Regions from separate parts of the Pan troglodytes genome. Here region 1 is linked to region 2. Evidence: chromatin contacts called from public HiChIP or PLAC-seq data. All regions are on one chromosome and are shown on one strand. The core of a region is the stretch at or near the end of the contact, and the rest is flanking DNA. Distances in the headings are between cores, read along the strand shown.

Region 1 (5,079 bases), core at 2,021-4,520, 310 kb before region 2:
AAACAGGCCAGGCATAGTGGCTCAGGCCTGCAATCCCAATACTTTGTGAGGCTGAGGCAGATGCATCACTTAAGGTCAGGAGTCTGAGACTAGTCTGGGCAACACAGCAAGACCCCAACTCTACAAAAAATATAAAAATATGTTTTTATATAAATGTGTTGGAATGCACCTGTAGGCCTTGTTACTTGGGAGGCTGAGGCAGGATTGCTTTAGCCCAGGAGTTCAAGGCTGTATGAGCTAAGATCACGACACTGCGCTCCAGCCTGGGCAACAGAGCAAGACTCTGTCTCAAAAAAAAAGAAAAGAAAAGAGAAAATAAAATATACATTTAATTGGTGTAGAATTATCATCAGTCAGTCAGGTTCTTCTAAAAATCACATTAGGTCAGGCGCAGTAGCTTACATGTGTAATCCCAAAACTTGGGGAGGCAGAGGTGGGAGGATTATTTGAGCCCAGGGGTTCAAAACTAGCCTGGGTAACATAGCAAGACCCCTGTCTTCACAAAAACAAGAAAAAAAAAGTTTGAAAATTGCATTATTGGTTTCTTTGAGGGGAAAAACTAGTGCTTAATTAACTTAGGTTTTTAAATGAGAAGTTAAGGTGTGGGCCTACATCTTCCCTGAACAGAAGTTGTCCCAGGAGGAGTTTTTAAAATGGTATAGGTATGTGTAGGTGTACCTGTTACAATACGGTGGAAATACATTTAAAATTTCTTCAGCTCAGCTTGACAAATGCATTTTCATTATTAGAGACTAAACAAACCCAAGAAAATGTAAAGCAACATTACCATACTTGGTGCCAAGTTTAGATACATCGAAGAACTTCTTACGTGAACTGTCATTTAATGTTTCAATAAGGTACTCAAAGGCGTATCCTGAAAAAAAAATTGTATTTTCATTAAATGCAGCAACAAAATATTTTATTCAGCTGAAAATACCTGGAAACTAGCTTTATCCAATAGAATTTTCTGCAATGGTAAAAATATTCTATGTTTGAGCTGTCCAGTAAAGTAGCCATTAGCAACGTGTGGCTATTGAGCACCTGAAATGTGGCTATCGTGCCTGAGGAACTGAATTTTTAATTTATTTAATTTTGATTAATTTAAAGTCACACAGGGCTAGTATCCACCACACTGGAAAGCATAGCTCTAAACCATAATTTGTCAAGTAAAAACTAGTAAGATAATTCACTCCTGAAATGTGTTAAGAATACCTGGAAAGGGACAATAAGAATGATTTAAATAATCCACGGGGACGTTTTGGAAAGACATGTCTTGAAAACTGCAGAGACAGGAATTTGTGAATTCCACAATTAACATTAGAGGGACTGATTAAAAAAAAAAAACAAAAGACGGATTTTTACAGAGCATTCAATAAACCAAAACAAAAAAACTTCTCAGTTAAGTCCTTACCAGGGCTTAGTACTGAAAATAAAAGTAACAGAATCTCTAGGAAATTAGCATATTCTCCCCGAAAGAGACAAGTCTTCTGGTTTTGCACGAACTGAAGCTGAACTACAAAGTCAAAGATCCAGAGGTCTCATTTAAACGTGCCTCAGCTCCCAACATTCTAGGGGGCAGTGGCGGGGAGGCAGCCTTGAGGTTGAAAAGAACCTTCAGATCTTTTGTGCAGACTCATAGCGGTGGGTGGCCAGGACCCTCAACATTGTTAAGGCTTTCATCCAAAAGGAGAAAACATAAGCACAGCCCATTTTCAGAATGAACAGTATTTTTTTCTCTTTTTTTTTTTTTCGTAGAGGGAGGTGGACGGGGGAGGAGACAGCGGTGCAATAAATGGTCGGAGAACTGACTGACCAATGTTCAACCTTGACTGCCCCTCATTCGGCTTCCAGAGGCACAGAGAGACTGAGGGGCCTTAGGCTGGACCGTGGAATCAACATCTAGCTGCGTGAGACCCGAACACGGAGACGCAGGCCCCCGCCTTCATCGCTCGCCAATGGGGGGCGGGCAGGAGAAGACAGTGGGCCTCTCCCTGCCCCTGGTGTTGCTGACGGGGGCCAGGAAGCCGCTGGCAGCAGGCAGCGGCCACCAGAGAGAGGGGTGCGGGTCAAGGCCAGCGGTGGGGCGGCCCGCCCTGCGGGGGTCGCGCAGGAGGGTGGGGATCGGGAGCCCCAGCTTCCGCGGCCTAGGCTCAAAGGGCGGCCCAGCAGGCAGGCCCCGAGGGGAGCACGACCCGAGCCCCGAGGGCCTGGGCGCCTGCCGAGCGACTCCAGGCGAGAAAAGCAAGGAATTCGGCGCCTAGGCAGCGCGCGTTTCCAACTGCCAGACCCAGCTCGGAGGCCCGAAACTGACCTGCTGTTGGGGCGTCCATCGCCGGAGACCATATTATCCCTCCGGGGAGGGGGCCAGCGGGGGAAGAAGGGGGAGGCCGGGCAGGGAAGACGGGGAGGAAGACAGGCGGACTGACAAGGGAGGAAAGAAGGAAGCAGGCTCGCGCAAATATCGCGAGAGCCGCAGAGCCAGCCCCGGGTCTGCGCTCGCGGGATTTGTCGCCTAACTCCCGCGAGATCGTCGGACAGGAAAACAAAGAAAGAGAAGGGGCGGAGCTAACCAAAAAGCGATTTCTCGCGCCGTCGCCGCTGTTCTCGCGAGCGGGGGCGGAGCGCTGGGGAGGCTCCAGTGGGGGCGTTGGCGTGGCTAGTTTGGCCTTCGCAGCGATCCGTTACTTAGTTGCGGCCTTAAGTTTTCTATTGGGGTCATGAATTCGAGCGGTGTTTGCCTTCCCGCAAGGTGTCTGTCGGAGTCAGGGTCGGAATCGGAACTACTAGGAGAAAGAGCTCAAGGAGAACCGCTTTCCCCTAACTATAAAGCCTTGCATTAACTTGTCAGACGTGGGCGGCCCACACGCGTGTTTTCAAGTGGGGGCGGCCATACTGATCGGGCGCGTGGGAGGCGCTCAACTGTTGAATGAATGAATTTTTTCTTACCCTCCGGTAGCTTCCGTGATTGCCGACTTCTTCCCAGTGGCAGTTAACACATGCTTAAGCCTCTCCATCCTTCCGCCTCAGCTCCTCCGGTCCCTGTGTTCTCCACCTACCCAGCATTATCTCCTGTCGCAGCAACTTACCAGAAAGAGTCGCTCATACTCGGCTCTCCCCCACCCACTTCTTATCCAATTCCAGTCTGGCTTCCACTCCCAGAAATGCCTTTAGCCAAGGCCAGCTATAACTCCACTTTCTAATCTCACATATCTCAATCTTGACTGGTTCTCTCCCATTGTTGAAAAATACTCTCCATCAGCTTCTGTGACCTCAGACTCTACTTTTGTTTCTTCTCCTAAGGGTGCTTGATCTCAGGCTCCTCTGCAGACCTCTTCCTCCGCCCAGCTTTTAAATGTACTGGGCACTTGATGGGCACAGTAGCTCATGCCTGTAATTCCAGCACTTTAGGAGGCCAAAGTGGGAGGATGGCTTGAGCTGAAAAGTTCAAGACCAAACACAGCAACGTAGTGAGACCCTATCTCTACAAAAAAAATTTAAAAATTAGCTGAGTTGTGGTGGCATGCACCTGTAGTCTCAGCTACTCAGGAGGCTGAGGTGGGAGGATCACTTGGGCCCAGGAGATTGAGGCTGTGGTGAGCCATGATTGCACCACTGCACTCCAGCCTGAGCAACACAGCAAGACCCTGTCTCAAAAAAAAAAAATATATTGGACATTAAATGTGTCCCAGGGCTCTGGCCTTGTACCTCCTCCCTCTGTCCATTTTCCCTGGCCCATCTCTTGCTTCCTTTGACTTCAGTTATTAGTTAATATGTTGATGCTTCCCAGTCTGCCTGTGACCTGAGCCTATCTCCTAAACCCGGAGGTGTATATCCTAGTACCCATGGGATGCCTCCACATCCCAAGGCACCTCAAACTAAAAATCTCCAAAACTGAACTCGTCATTCCCCTCCTTAAACCTACTATTCCTTTTGTATTGCCTGTATTAGCGAATGGCGCCACCATCCACCTGGTTGCCCAAGCCAGAAATCAACACATTATACCTGACTCCTTCATCCACTCCCTTTAATCATTGATCCAAGCCCTGTCAACCCAAACTCCAATATATTTCCTTTATTCACCTTGCTATATTTTGTAACATCTCCTTTACAATCCCAGCATGAAATTCATAGGTAATATAATCTACATACACGATAAATAATCTACTTAATTACCTAACTGTAATATAAAGGAGAAAAATAGGAAAGTAATTTATTAGAAAATAATATGTATTACAATACGTAGCTGCACAGGCATGTCTATATTAGATGACAAAATTGAGTAGTCAGATGCTTGTATCTACTTATAACGAATGAGTTTGGTTTTACAGGACATATAATATTCGACTGGGCCAGGCACAGTTGGTGGCTCAAGCTTGTAATCCCAGCACTTTGGGGAGCCAAAGCCGCAGGATCGCTTGATGCTAGGAGTTTGAGACTAGCCTGGGCAACATGGTGAGACCCTGTCTCTACAAAAACTTAAAGAGTTAGCCAGACATAGTGGTGCATGCCTGTAGTACCAGCTACCGTGAGACAGAGGCAGGAGGATCACTTGAGCCCAGAAATTCAAGATTACAGTGAGCTATGATTGTGCCACTGCACTCCAACCTGGGAGACAGAATGAAACCCTGTCTCAAAAAAAGATAAGGCCTGGGCGGTGGCTCACGCCTGTAATCCCAGCACTTCGGGAGGCTGAGGCGGGCGGATCACGAGGTCAGGAGATGGGAGATCATCCTGGCTAACACGGTGAAACCCCGTCTCTACTAAAAGTACAAAAAATTACCCGGGCGTGGTGGCAGGCACCTGTAGCCCCAGCTACTCGGGAGGCTGAGGCAGGAGAATGGCGTGAACCCAGGAGGCGGAGCTTGCAGTGAGCCGAGATTTCACCACTGAACTCCAGCCTGGGCAACAATGCAAGACTTCGTCTCAAAAAAAAAAAAAAAAAAAAAGATAATATTCAGCTGAATATGGTCAACACTTTTTATGTCTGACATTGCAAAATAAGGATTCAATATATACATACATATCATGCATAAATATATATTATGAATGCATATATGGTAAATGCACATATGTATAAAA
Region 2 (5,158 bases), core at 2,462-4,961:
CTATTTCTTCATCTATGAAATGGGATAATAATATGAAACTCCACAGACTGAGGAGGCTATTGTGGAATAATCAAATTCAGTAAATATAGCACATCCAATACAATTCTGGGCACTAGATAAGTAATCAGTAATGTTTTATTCTTCTCCCTCGGCCCATCCTCCCTCCCAGCAAACACACACACTCTGCTCCTCAGGGACCACACTCAACATCAGGGAGCAGCTAAAGCACAGGATTTGGAATCAGAGAACGAGGTTAGAGCTTTGCTTTGCCACTTCCCAGCTGGGTGGCATCAGGCAAGTCATTTGGCCTCTCTGAGCCCCAGGTTTCTTATCTGTAACATGGGAATTGTGTCCCTTGCCCCTCCTCACAGCATTGCTCAAGACAGAGAGCTTCAGATAGGCAATGGTAATAATGATCTAAAAAGATTTTTTTTTTTTTTTTTTTGAGATGGAGTTTCGCTCTTGTCGCCCCGGCTGGAGTGCAATGGCACGATCTTGGCTCACAGCAACCTCTGCCTCTCGGGTTCAAGTGATCCTCCTGCCTCAGCCTCCTGAGTAGCTGGGACTACAGGCACGCCACCACGCCAGGCCAATTTTTTGTATTTTTAGCAGAGACAGGGTTTCGCCATGTTGACCAGGCTGGTCTCAAACTCCCGACCTCAGGTGATCCGTCTGTGTCGGCCTCCCAAAGTGCTGGGATTACAGGTGTGAGCCACCGCACCTGGCCTAAAAGGATTTTTGAGAGGAATTTTCTAGTCCAGTTGGTTATCTCTATTTCTCTCCTATGAGAGGAAGGGCTCCTGGGACTGAAAACACAGTCCTCTTTGTATAGGTTCCAGATTTTCTACCTGGAACACCTGGTATGCAAATAAGCAGCATGTTAGCAATTGTACAAGAATGCGCCAGAGCAGGATCTGAACACACAGAACTCTGGCTTTTTCATGCAGTCTGGAATCTAAGATGGGAAGAAGGAAAACCTGTGTAATAGTGGTTATGTGGCTTCAAAATGGTTTCCTTTTCCCCAACTCCAACACAGGAAAAAGGGGAGGTACAGAAGAGAGAATCTTTTAAATGTGCCTTCTCTGCTCTAAAATTCCACATTCTCCGAATCTCTGGGGACACATCCTGCCTTCTTTCCCATGGGTTAGGCCCCTATTGCATGTGTCCACAATGATGAAAAGATGGTGAGGTGACCCCTGAAGGCTGGTCACCAATCCCCAGGCTAATGAATTGCTTCTTACCCCTCTGATAGCAATTGATGGTGCCTCTGAAGACTCTTGTGATTTTAACAGGGTGACATGTCTGTTCAGCTGATGGCTGCTGTTCTCACCAGGGAGTGGCAAAGTAAGGTTGGAAAACCCCAACCAGTAGCCTCAGATATAAAAGAAAACTAAAAGCATGAGGGATCATCTGCCAAACTTGAAGCCCTGTTCCCATCAGAACCCACAAGCTTCAGCAGCCTAAGCAATCACTCTCAAAGTATGGTTCCAAGACCAGCTGCATCAGTGTCACCCAGGAACCCTTTCGATACCCACATTCTTAGCCACCCCAGACCTTCTAAATCAGAAACTCTAGGGGTGCAGCCTCCCAAGTAATTTTGATACATGCTCCCAGGTGGTTTCAGAACCACTATCCTAAAGTAACAAACCACGCATTTTAAAGCATAAAGTCTTGATCTCGCCCAGGCATGGTGGCTCACGCCTGTAATCCTAGTACTTTGGGAGGCCAAGGCAGAAGGATCACTTGAACCTGGGAGTTGGAGACCAGCCTGGGCAACACAGTGAGACTCCATCTCTATTTTATATATATATATATATATATATATATATATATATATATATATATATATATATATATAAAAATTAAAAAAAAAATCCTGATCTCTTCAAAGTCCACTGGCAGTTGTGGAATGGTATGTTGAGCCAGTGCCTGGGTCCAGTCCAGGTTCTACTAATTCCCAGCTGTGGGACCCTGGGCAAGTTACTGAACCTCTCTCAGCCCAACTCTTTGCCTATAATATGGAGATAATACCTACTGATTCAGTTGTCCTGAGTTTAGAAATAACAGTTGTATGGGCTGGACCCCAGAAAGATAGCGGTGACTCCATTTGGTAGATGGGGAAGGAGTTCAGAACATGCCACCACAACATATGCTGCTCTGGCATATTGAGTATTTGAGTTAAAGGCACTTGAAAAGTAGCAGATGCAAGAAGGACACTCTTGATCATCCTTCTTTTTCTAAAAAACAGATGAGGCCGGGCATGATGGCTCACATCCTATAATCCCAGCACTTTGGGTGAGAAGCCAAGGTGGGTGGATTGCTCGAGCCTGGGAGTTCAAAACCAGCCTGGGCAACACGGCAAAACCCCATCTCTACAAAAAAATACAAAAATTGGCCGGGCGTGGTGGCTCAGGCCTCTAATCCTAGCACTTCGGGAGGCTGAGGCGGGTGGATCACCTGAGGTCAAGATTTCGAGACCAGCCCAGCCAACATGGTGAAACCTCTCTCTACTAAAAATACAAAAAAAAAAAATTAGCTGGGTGTGGTGGCATGCGCCTGTAGTCCCAGCTACTCGGGGAGGCTGAGGCAGAAGAATCGCTTGAACCCAGGAGGCGGAGGTTGTAGCGAGCCAAGATCGCGCTACTGCACTCCAGCCTGGGCGACAGAGGGAGACTCCATCTCAAAAAAAAAAAAAAAAAAAAAATTAGCTGGGCATGGTGGTGCACGCCTGCGGTCCCAGCTACTGGGGAGGCTGAGGTGGGAGAATCACCTGAACCAAGGAGGCGGAGGTTGCAGTGAGCTGAGATCGCGCCACTGGACTCCAGCCTGGGCGACAGAGTGAGACTCCATCTCAAAAAAAAAAAAAGTATTTAGATTTTGCCAGTTCTCAGGGTCTTCATTTCCTTATGAGGGCTTCCACGTCATGTAAAACTTGTATTAAATCTGTTTTTCTCCCCTTAATCTGTCTTATGCCAAATTAATTCTCAAGCCCAGCCAAAGACCCTAGGAGGGCAGAGGTAAAGTCCTGCTTCCCTTACAATGGCATCTGCTTAAAAGCTCCAAAAAATGTCTTGGCCTTTGTCACACTTCTGTGGACACAGTCAAGTCCTTTAAATCCTCTCAAGTCTCACGTTTGTAACCAAGGGCTCAGAGAAAGCCAAGTAAATCCTGTCCTGCTCCCTAAGGAACACAGAAGGTCTGAGATGCCCTGCCTAGGCCGCGGCCAAAGGCCAGATGGGCTTCCCGAGGCCTGGCCGGGAGGGCCTCAGATGTCAGCTTGACTGACCCCCTCCTTCTCCCCAGAGGGACAGGGCCCGGGTAAGGGCTTGACCAAGGTCGCGACGCGAGACGGTGGCGGAGCCCGGCCCCAGCTAGATCCACGCACTCACAGTCCTCGCTGCCGCCCCCGCCCCAGGTCAAGGGGCGCCACTCGCCCCACTGCCCGCCTCGACAGGGTTTTTTCCCAGGCCCCGCACCCTCACGCCGTGCGACCTGGACTCCCACGGCGGGACCCGGGCGCACGCCTCTTCCTGCTGCGGGGCGGAGTCGCCGCCGCTCCGGGTCTTTGTCCCCGCCTCCGAGACCCCCGCGCGCCCCCAGCACTTCCGGCCGCGGGAGCCAAGGGTTCGTGCCGGGCAGCGTCTCCCAGGGCCAGGTCGCCTCCTGCCGGGACCCGGGCGCGCTGCAGCCGCGGAGCCGGGTGCCCGCCCCTCTTCCCGCCGGGGGCGGAGTCGCTGCCGCTCCGGGTTCCCGTCTCCGCCTCCGAGACCCCCGCGCGCCTCCTCCGGGCGAGCTGCGGGGCGGGAAGGGTCCGGCCACCGTGGGCCGCTGCCAGCCGCGGGGCTGCCGAGGGCCGCGGGCACGGGGCGCTGGCTCCGGGTCTGGCGGCCGCTGATGGGAGGCGGAGCCCGGGCGGGCGAGCGGCGGCGCGGCGGCCACCATGGGGAACAAGCAGACCATCTTCACCGAAGAGCAGCTAGACAACTACCAGGTGAGCTCGGCGCGCCCGGCCCCCAACGCAGGCCCCGCCGCCCCTCCCTTTTCTCGGTCGCTGGCCGAGGCCTCCCGAGAGCCAGCTCTCCCAGGTTCAAACCCTGCCTCTGCCTTCAGGTCGCCGCGTGACCTTGGGCCGGTGACTTCCCCTCGCCGTGCCTCAGTTTCCCCACCGGTGGAATAAGAGCTCTTTCCAGTTGGAAGAGCCTCTCAGGCGCGCGTCTCTCCAGGTACTCTCGCCCTAGGCAGGACCCGAACCCCTCTCCAGCCACCCATTCCAGCGCCCACCTGGCCCGGAGAGGGAAGTCAGTAAACTAGGCTGGACAGAGGACCGCCCTCCCCGCTCCCTGCCCCCCAGCCCCAGGAAGGAGCCCAGGAGAGCGAGTCTCTGTAAAGCAAAAATGAGAGCTGGCGTCCTGTCTGGTTTAGGAGTGGGGTGCATCAGTCTCCACATGCGGTCTTCCCTTGGGACTGTGTTTATCTGCTGGGGTTCGCTCCTTTTGACCCCAGCATGGAGATAACTGGAGCAAGAACGCAAGCCCGGTAGCAGCCTTCCAGGGCCACCTCTCCCAGCTCCCTTAGGCCCTCAGTAGCCACCTCCTTAGACCTTTCTAGGTTTTCCTGCCTCCAGAGCCAGCTTTCCAGATCTGGAATCCCAATACCGTCCCACCCAGGTAAAAACTTTGCTGTGGTTGCGGGATGAAGCCCAACCCCTTGGCTTACCCAGAGCCCTGGCCAATTGCTCAGCTTATCTCTGCAGCCCCAGTCTCCCCAGGTCCCTTCCCTGCCCTCTGCATGGCAGCCGCCTTAAAACCATTTGCAGTTGCTCCAGCTCACCAGGCTCATTCCTCCCTCCTTCTCTCCCTCTGCCCATGCCATTTCCTGGGCCTGGATGCCTTTCCCCCCTCCAAAGGATCTCTTTCACCCTTCAAGTCCCACATCTGATGCCTCTCCCCTGACTCCCCAGGCGGAGGGGGCAGGATTGTGTTGTGGCCTGTGTAACTGGGCAGGAGGAACACCAACAGGGTCTCCATAGGCACTTGTTGCCTTCATCAGTGCTTACTTTGGCTGTGAAGGAAAGCAGATGTGAAGTGTGGGTCCTCTGATGTGGGTGAAGGTAAAACAAAGGCCCCTTCTCCTCCTAGAAGCCCTAGTTGTCAGTAAT

What was found. HiChIP or PLAC-seq counts read pairs in DNA pulled down with a chosen protein or histone mark.
Region 1: a contact with region 2 is called in an H3K4me3 HiChIP or PLAC-seq map of stem cell-derived excitatory neurons, with 4 times the contacts expected there. The contact joins the promoter of IREB2 here to the promoter of CIB2 in region 2. A contact is called at or near these places in 1 of 7 Hi-C or Micro-C datasets (stem cell-derived neural progenitor cells) and 1 of 1 datasets of contacts at active chromatin or transcription factors (stem cell-derived excitatory neurons).

What each region holds. Positions count from the first base shown.
Region 1 is chr16:70,383,606-70,388,684 of NHGRI_mPanTro3-v2.0_pri, reverse strand. IREB2 (iron responsive element binding protein 2) reads right to left here and starts at 3,270. Exons shown (of 22, transcript XM_063794250.1): 1 at 2,947-3,270; 2 at 788-874.
Region 2 is chr16:70,078,116-70,083,273 of NHGRI_mPanTro3-v2.0_pri, reverse strand. It overlaps CIB2 (calcium and integrin binding family member 2), which reads left to right and starts at 3,711. Exons shown (of 6, transcript XM_510523.8): 1 at 3,711-3,991. The coding sequence starts at 3,941.